3 separate regions of the Mus musculus genome follow, and all the other regions are linked to region 1. Evidence: chromatin contacts called from public Hi-C data. All regions are on one chromosome and are shown on one strand. The core of a region is the stretch at or near the end of the contact, and the rest is flanking DNA. Distances in the headings are between cores, read along the strand shown.

Evidence for each region. Hi-C and Micro-C count contacts between places; a contact is called where the count stands out from the background.
Region 2: a Hi-C map of the N1E-115 cell line shows a contact between it and region 1, with 12 times the contacts expected there. The contact joins the enhancer-like site here to the promoter of Cacna1i in region 1. A contact is called at or near these places in 11 of 39 promoter capture datasets (the C10 cell line, the HPC-7 cell line, HPC-7-derived erythroid cells and 6 more), 2 of 15 datasets of contacts at CTCF or cohesin (the NIH/3T3 cell line and large pre-B cells), 27 of 484 Hi-C or Micro-C datasets (B cells, CD4 T cells, the F1.1 cell line and 17 more), 2 of 115 datasets of contacts at active chromatin or transcription factors (both in embryonic stem cells) and 3 of 9 other capture datasets (adipose tissue, embryonic stem cells and liver).
Region 3: a Hi-C map of cerebellar granule neurons shows a contact between it and region 1, with 2.1 times the contacts expected there. The contact joins the enhancer-like site here to the promoter of Cacna1i in region 1. A contact is called at or near these places in 16 of 39 promoter capture datasets (the 3T3-L1 cell line, the C10 cell line, the HPC-7 cell line and 11 more), 3 of 15 datasets of contacts at CTCF or cohesin (CD8 T cells, the NIH/3T3 cell line and pro-B cells), 19 of 484 Hi-C or Micro-C datasets (B cells, the F1.1 cell line, the G1E-ER4 cell line and 11 more), 2 of 115 datasets of contacts at active chromatin or transcription factors (embryonic stem cells and forebrain) and 5 of 9 other capture datasets (adipose tissue, embryonic stem cells, liver and 2 more).

What each region holds. Positions count from the first base shown.
Region 1 is chr15:80,285,947-80,288,529 of GRCm38.p6, forward strand. It overlaps Cacna1i (calcium channel, voltage-dependent, alpha 1I subunit), which reads left to right and starts at 1,292. Exons shown (of 37, transcript NM_001044308.2): 1 at 1,292-1,831. It overlaps Gm31319 (a long non-coding RNA gene), which reads right to left. Exons shown (of 2, transcript XR_384257.3): 2 at 1,922-2,466.
Region 2 is chr15:80,345,356-80,347,938 of GRCm38.p6, forward strand. The region is part of intron 5 of Cacna1i (calcium channel, voltage-dependent, alpha 1I subunit); the gene reads left to right. Among named protein-coding and RNA genes, the nearest start is that of Gm41363, 54 kb to the right of the region's middle. Within about 2 kb of position 1,311, at least 3 of the 459 cell types and tissues checked have an H3K27ac peak or open chromatin away from gene starts, as enhancers often do. A contact at or near this core is called in the N1E-115 cell line, where this site is marked.
Region 3 is chr15:80,326,524-80,329,106 of GRCm38.p6, forward strand. All of the region lies in intron 4 of Cacna1i (calcium channel, voltage-dependent, alpha 1I subunit), which reads left to right. Among named protein-coding and RNA genes, the nearest start is that of Gm31319, 38 kb to the left of the region's middle. Within about 2 kb of position 1,303, at least 12 of the 459 cell types and tissues checked have an H3K27ac peak or open chromatin away from gene starts, as enhancers often do. A contact at or near this core is called in cerebellar granule neurons, where this site is marked.

The DNA of each region.
Region 1 (2,583 bases), core at 42-2,541:
CTGGATTAACCGAAACCCGCTGTGGTACCACCCCTGGATAAGTGGTCCTGGGTTGTATAAGAAAGCAAGCTAAGCAAGCCACCAGGAACAAGTCAGGAAGCAGCAGCCCTCTGGTAGCCTCTGCTTCAGTCCCTGCCTCCAGCTTCCTGCATGATGGCTGCTTAAAGCCCAATAAACCCTTTCCTCCCAGAGTTGCTGTTGGTCAATGTCCTACCATTCCAGCAGCAGAAAGCTAAGACAAACTGACAGTGGGTATGGACCGGGGAGCACCCACTTCATACATGGGGCGGCTGCTCTCCAGCAGAGCGACCTCTGGCTTAAGGCTCATCTCTAGTCTCAAGTTTTGTTGACAGCAAAATGAGGTGCCCTGTTCCAGGGTCCCAGGGAAAACAAGCAGTTGATTGGCATTTGGCAGGATCTCGATACCTTTAATCTGCTTATATACATAGGAACCAATGAAAAGGGCTCACAATCCTGCACACTCCTTCCTGGAGTCTATAACCCATGCAGGGGGGAGGTGGGGCTACCTGGTAAGAGGGCTGGGATTGGGGAGTTGGTGCTGCAGAAAACAAGAGAGATGGGTGCCCATTTCATGGTCTCTCAGCTGCCCAGGGGTGAGGTGGAAGATTGACCTTGCAGCTGGGTAAAGATGGGCATCTGCTCACCTCGTGGACGGGAGGGGGGCGTGTAGGTCACTCAGAAGCTTTTAAAAGGAGGTAGGATTTTCCTTTTCTTTTTTTGAGATTGGGTTCTCATTATGTAGGCCTGGAACTGGCTTTATGGACTAAGGATAATCTCGAATTTAAAGGTCTGCCTGCTTCTTCTGGGATTACAGGCATGCAACGGCCACTGCTGGTGGTCTTTTGCGTCCATCTTGAAGGGCAGGAAGAAGTGGGACCAGAATGGGAAGCTTGGTGGGAACTTGGGTTTCTGAACGACCTTTGGAGACCGGTTCGAGCATTATGCTGGTGACCCCCTCATTGGGCAGTGGAGCAAGCACCCCAACAGGAAGCCCAGTGAGAATCCGAAGTGTAACAAGACCAATAAGCGTTAGGCACCTGGGCTGCTCATTCAAAGGCTCTCCCGTTTTTACGCATGATGGACAAAGCCCAGGGCCAAAAGGGTCAGGACCCTCCCCAGCGGTGCGACCCTAAATTGTTAGGAGGTGGCTGCACTCCCGGGGGCTCCCGCCTCTCCGGAGGGGACTCAGTCGCGCCACCGTCACTCAGTCTGTCGCCCGCACACCTCCCCCTCCAGCGCCCCGAGCCTGCAGCTTTCCCCGAAGACATTTGGTGTCAGTATAAGGACGGCTTTTCCTCGCACGCGGCGCGGCTCGGTCTCGCCGCCGCCGCACGTCCCCGCACCGCCTGGCGCTCCGGCTCCTCCGCAGCCCCCGTCGCGCGCAGCCCCTTTGCGCCTCGAGTCCGGGCCGGGGGCGCCAGGGGCGCCGAAGCCGGGGACCCGGGTGACCCGACCCCGCGCTCCGCCGCGCCTGCCGCCCCGCACCTGCCCTGCCGCGGCCCCGCGCCCCCGCCCCCGGCCCGGAGCGCCGCGCGCCCGCCGCCCGCCGCGCGCTCCAACTCCGCGCGGTCCGCCGCTCGTCCGCGCCACCCGCCCCGAGCCGCGGCGACCCGCCCGCCATGGCCCGCGCCCCCGGGCCCGCCACCCTGCGTGCGCCGCCCCCCTCGCCCCGGGGGCGCAGCTGATCCCGGAATCTGAGGCGTGGGGCCGGCGGGGCGCGGGGTCCCTCTCCACGCCGGCTTCGGGGACACGCGTCACCCCCGCATCTCTGCCCGGGACGACCCCGCTGCCCAGCCACGTCCATGCCAAGGTAGGGGAGGCAGTGACGGTGGAGGGGGAAGGAGAGGCTCAGCCCCCAGCTTGGTTTCTTGGCGCGTCGGGCTCTTTCTTTATAGAGGCGTTTTTGTTTGTTTATTTATTTATTTATTATTTCTGGGGACTGATCCCCCTCACCCGCCCGCGCGTACCCATCAGGTGGGCGTCACATCCCTTGCTTGGGGGGTGGGGTGGGGGCCCTGCGTTGGAAGGACAGGGAACTTTGACCGGGGCCCCTCTCCAAGGCCACGAAAGTTCTCTTGGTGCCAATACTGAAACCCAAAGCCGGCTCAACCAGCGCTGCAGAAATTTATTCAACAAGTCAGGCTGCTGGCGGGGGCCCGGGCGGTCTGTCCGTCCGTCCTGCTGTCCCTCTGCTGCGGCTCTGCGACCAGCTGGATCAGAGCTGGTGCCAGTGTCCGGCAGGGCTGAGCTAGGAGCGTTAGCTAGAGACGGAGGACGGCGGGCGGGATTGAGTGAGAGAACCCCGGGCAGGGTTTAACTTTCCTCCAGGCCGGGTGGTGGAGGGCCCTTCCTTCGCCAGTCACCCTAGGCGCCCACCTAGGTCGCGCTGCATGAAGCCAGGTCGGGTTGGAGCGGGCAGTCCAAGGGGCCAAGAGGAGTCCTCAGCTGCCAGGGAGAAGGTTATATAATGAGTGTTTGTGATGATTGGGATTTAATTGTCTGTTGGATGGTGTGTGTGGAGTGAAGGGGCAAGAGGGCTCAGCAGGGGGTGGGTAGATCTCT
Region 2 (2,583 bases), core at 61-2,560, 59 kb after region 1:
AGAGTCCTTCAGGGTCATAGGTACTGTGACAGAGGGAGAGTGGGCTCAAGTCAGACACCAGCCCATTCCCAGAGGCCAGAAGAGGAGAGCCCAGACCAGGAGAACAGAAGGAGTGAGATGCCTTTCTGACTGTGTGATGGCTCAGAGGGATGCAAGAAGCTGGGTCTGCAGAGAATACAATGGTACAGAGGATACAGTGGTACAGAGGATACAGTGGTACAGGCTAGGGCTGCCTCTGGGAGTGGACCCTGCGCTGTCCTGATAGGGATGTTTTGAATGGACTGTGGGCAGAGTTGAAGAAGAGGAGGAAAAGGAGGAGGATGAAGAGGACGAAGAGAAGGCGTAGTGTGTATGCAGTGTATGTACTTAGTGTAGTGGGACCTGCCTGCCTATACGTGAGGCTACTGAGGCCCTGGGAGGGGTATGTCTTGCTGCCCAGCTGGGACTAGAACCTAGACCTCTTCATTTGGTCTGTGCTGGCTGCCACCAGGGGTGGGTCTAATGTCCCCTGTCCCTTCTTGTGTCCCCTGTCCCTTCTTGGCTGGGGAACAGGCCCTTAGCTAGACTCTTGGGGCCATTGACATCATGGTCCACCTGGCTCCTGACCTAGTCTGAAGGCCCCCAGAGTAAGCCCAGCCTCAGAGAAGGTGGCTGTCAGGGGACAGCTGGGCTAGAGGATGGGCACTTTTGACTAGGTGTGGTGAAACCCAGGAAGGCTGCTTGGAGGAAGAGATAGAGCACATAGAGAAGTCTGGAGGTGGTACTTCCTTCCATGCATGTACTCTTGCCTCTGTCCCTTTGTCCCCCTGTCCCTCGGTCCTGTCCTGCCCCTGATCTCCCCATCTCTATCTCCATTTCTTTCTACGGCTCTGTCTATGCCCCTGCCTTTTGCCCCTTCCTACCTTGACCTCATGCGCCTAGCGCCAGGGTACTAGAGAAAGAGCATCAACATCCTACCTGTCTTGGCTACCTTACTGTACCAAGTATGTAAAAGAAGGCTCAGCTAGGCTCTTTGGGGCCTGACTCCCAATCCCATGGTCCCAATTCCCTGGGCAGCCACGGATGAATTAAATTTGTGCTAAATTCCTAGTTTCCTAATTACACCTTGGCTCTGTGGCCCCGGGATTCCCCAGGCCCTGGAGAGAGGAACCCAGAGAGAGGGGCTGGGCCCCTGGGTGGGAAAGAAGCAGAGGGAGGGGGCTGCCATTCAGGGAAAGTAGCTGGCAGCTCAGAATTTCAATATCCTGGAGAACAAGGGAAATGTAATTAATTGAGCAATAAAGGCCACCCCTGGGAGCAGCCAGGAGCAGCCGGGCTGGCGTTGAGCTGGTTAGTGAGCCACGCGTGGAGAGGAGCCTGCTGCCTCCTTGAGGTGGTCTGGTCCAGCGCCTGGTCTTCATCCACTGCCTTTGCGTGGATTCTAGGATTGCCACTTTCCAGACCCCAGAGCCACTCAAGGACGGTGGCTGTTTTGAGACCTGCTGGTGACAGTGACACCAACCTTTGATTTGTCATCCTTCCTCCCAGACCTGCCCTACTCAACTCATTGGAATCCTCTACAGCAGCCCCAGGCCTGGCCTGGCAGCTCTGCATGCTCTCAGGCTACACTTCCCCTCAGCACCTCTGGCAGATTTTTCATATCTTGTAGGGCCCAGCTCCACTTCATCCTCCCCACAAATGTGTCCTTCACAACAGTCCTTCTGCTCAGCACCGCTGCATCTGGACCCCGCTGCTGGGCTGGGAGCTCTGAGGGGGAATTCTCAGTGCAGTGCTGGCAGGCAGTCTACCACTCGATGAATGAATGCATGCTTGCGAACCATGAATGAGTGATTGCAGCCCTGGGAAGGCTTGCAGTTGGTTCATTTTGGGGATCACGTGAGGACACGTCTTGTTTCCTTGCCTCCCTCCTTGTTCCCATGTTGGAGGGTAGATGTTAAAGCAATGTAAGGTGCTGAGCCCTGGGCCTAGATGTTCTCAGTTGGATGACGCAGCTTGCCAGGGGAGCCCCGTTGCTTTCCCTGAGAGGACGCTGACCTAGTTTTGTGGGGAGGGAAGATGGGGTGGACATTAATTATTGATTGGAAATCACTCCACACCAAGCTTGTGATGCAAATCCATGATAATTATCCTCATTAATAACCACCTCAGCATCACGCTGGCATCAACCAAAGTCCAACAGGACCAACTCTTCCTACCTGTCATCATCACTCGCCCCTCCCTGCCTCCAATCTTCTCCTCATTCCCAGTCAGTCATCCAGCAAACGTTGGTTAAGCTTATCTTCTAGGTTAGGCCACGCTGGCTTCTGGGACTATTGAGGTGGCTCAGACACAGACCCTGTTCCCCAGGAGTTCACAGCCCAGTAGATAGGACAGGAAAATATACAGACGGATGGGTATTGATTAAGGTTAGATGCTGATGCAAATGGGATGCAAATCTCTTGGGCCGCACAACATACAAACTGTAACTGTACAAGGTAGCCTAGGCTAGGAGAGGCTGAGATTGCCTGGAGTGGAGGATTGAATGCTTTGGTGAGAGAAGGTTGAGAAGGCTCCACAGAGCGAGGTTTTACTAGGCTGAGGCAG
Region 3 (2,583 bases), core at 53-2,552, 41 kb after region 1:
CAGGTCACAAGCCCCTTTACCTGAGCATCCAGCTACTCTGTACCACTGCTGTATGCATCTTTGCCTTAAATACGTGTGGTAGACTTGTATTTAAGACTTTGGGGGGGGGGTGGCATTCTAACTGAAGGCTACAGAGAAGCCATATCCCCATTGGGTAAAGGCTCTTGGGGGCACTCTGGGTATGACAGGTTGAAGGTGGGGATTAGTCCCTCCTTGCACACAGTAGTGTGCAAGTTGGGATAGGTGATCTCCTCAACCTTCAAACACAACCTTCACCTCTCTACATGCTCCAGAGAGCAGCAGCGTCATGGGGGCAGCCTCTTGGGCCCCACTACAGGGATGTGGGCCTATCAGGTATGGTAGGACCTAGGAATCTACATTCACTCAGGGGTCCTGTGTGGTGGTCCGATGCTCTCAGAGATTCAGAGAGTCATCTCCTGTGACCTGCATAGGAAGCACCGGGAGATGTGGATCATCACTCCTGCCATGCAGGAGCTGACACCCTTGTGATTTTCCCAGTCATTTCTTCAGTGGTCATAAGGCAGTGGCTGGAGCTATGGATATCTGAATTGAAGGCCATATGGAAGGGCGGAGAGATGGCTATTTCAGCCCTGCCTGTCTACTTGGGTCAGAAAGCAATGTGTGTGTGTGTGTGTGTGTGTGTGTGTTTCTCTACCAAATCCCTTCCTTTCCTAATGCTTGGCGAGAGTCAAATCTCACGGCTACTTTTAGCTACAGGAAGGCAAAAGGAAGCAGAAAGCAGGTTTGACTTTGGCTCACCAAGAACAACTACTCTGTGGGGTCAAGTCAGATCAGAGAAGAGGACTCTTGGTGGGCAGTGTCCTTGTTGAAGCTGTGGTCCCTGGCTGCCACTTCCGTAGCTCTGTCCAGGCTGGCTGGGCAGGGTCTGTACTCTGCTGAGGAATCTAAAGTTGGCATTGGTCATACAAGTGCCACAGAGGCCATTGCCTGCCAGTGGGCTTAGCTCAATTCGGTGACCACAGGGTCATTTACTGGACTCCATTCATGGTCTCCAGAAGCCTGTGGAGGAGCCTTCTTCCCGTGTGTCTGTGTTTGTATTCTGTGTGGCTCAGGGAAACTCCAGAGTTGTCAAGATGCCCAAGGGGCCCTGTGGGCTGTGTCACTGACCAAAATTACTTTGGGGCTTTATAGGTCTTCTCTCTGACGGCAGGTCCCGAGTCAAGGACAAGGGGAGGCCCCTGGCACTGCTTTCCTGCCTGGTGCTGAAGAGTGAAGTGAGGATGCATTATTGGGTGGGTGTGGACCCTGGAAGGTTCTAGTGAGAATCTGAGTGTAAATGTTGGTTTTGATTGCATGCGCGGCTGGTTAGAACAGGTGATGGTCACTGTGTAGGCCCGTTTCCATGGAAACAAGATGGTAGCCACCGTGGGGGTTGGGCGAGTTGCCAGAGATCCTCAGACCTGCCTGATGAGTCACACTGGTCAGGTGTGAGTCAGGCAGAAACCTCAAGAGTCAGTGATGGGATTTCTCTCAGCTCTTTTGCTGAAGAGCCTTGCCCTCCATGATGACTGGTGCCAGAATCCTCACGGACGTCCCCGCCTGTGCTGCCATTTCTTAGCTCTGATGTTTCTTCTGTGCTAGCTTTGCTCCCTGGAGTTCACTGCTCTGTGCAGGATGGATGGCATCAGCAGAGACTTTCTCATCTGTCCTCTTCTGCTCTGCCCAGGAGGTCCAGAATGGAGCCTTCTTGGCTTGGCTCGGCTGGACTGGGTGCTGTGTACATTCCTGAGCCAGCCTTGGTGGGTGTCAGCTCCTCCCGTGCCTCATGGCTCGAGAACAAGGAGGGTATATCCCAGGAGGTTAAGAGGGGGAACCTCCTGGCCCTGGGTTCCTTGGAGCACAGCCAGAAGCTTGGGCAATGGGAGCCAGCTTCTGTTTGCTTGCTGATGGGCTGAGCTCTTTCATAGCTGCCGTCTTGTCCCGAGCCCCAGGATCCCAGGAGGTTAAGGCTGCTCTGCAGATGAGTGGACACTCACAGAAACTGGTAGCCAGCTCCAGGTCACTACATTATATAGGGGGTCCTGGGATTTCTCAGATATGGCTGAGCCCGTGTTCACTCAATGAGAGAATGTCACCTTTCCAGAGGTCGAAATCATCCATTAGCCTGTCCCAAGGTCTTGGGAAGTCTCACTGACCCTCAGGAAGCTGTGAGGTGAATCCTCGGAGAGGAAATGTTTCCTCCCACCTTTCTCCCACCTACCTGTAGCATAGCCCCCGTCAGGTGGTGCCAAGACCAGCCTGAGCTCACCTCAGGGGGGGCAGACATTGTAAGTGGTGGCACACATATAAAAAAAGCCATGCACTGGGGATGGCTCAGTGCACGATAACATGCTCCTCTTACGAGTATGGCGATTAGAATTTGGAACTCTCCTTCTCTCTTAAAAGCCACGTGGGCATAGCAGCTCCCCTGTAATTCCAAAGACCTCAAGGCCAAGACGGAATTCCCAGAGAAACCTGGCTAACTAGACTATCCCCGTTGGTGAGCTTTAGGTTCTAATTAGAGAATTTGCCTCAGTGAATAAGGGTGAAGAGCTGTCAAGA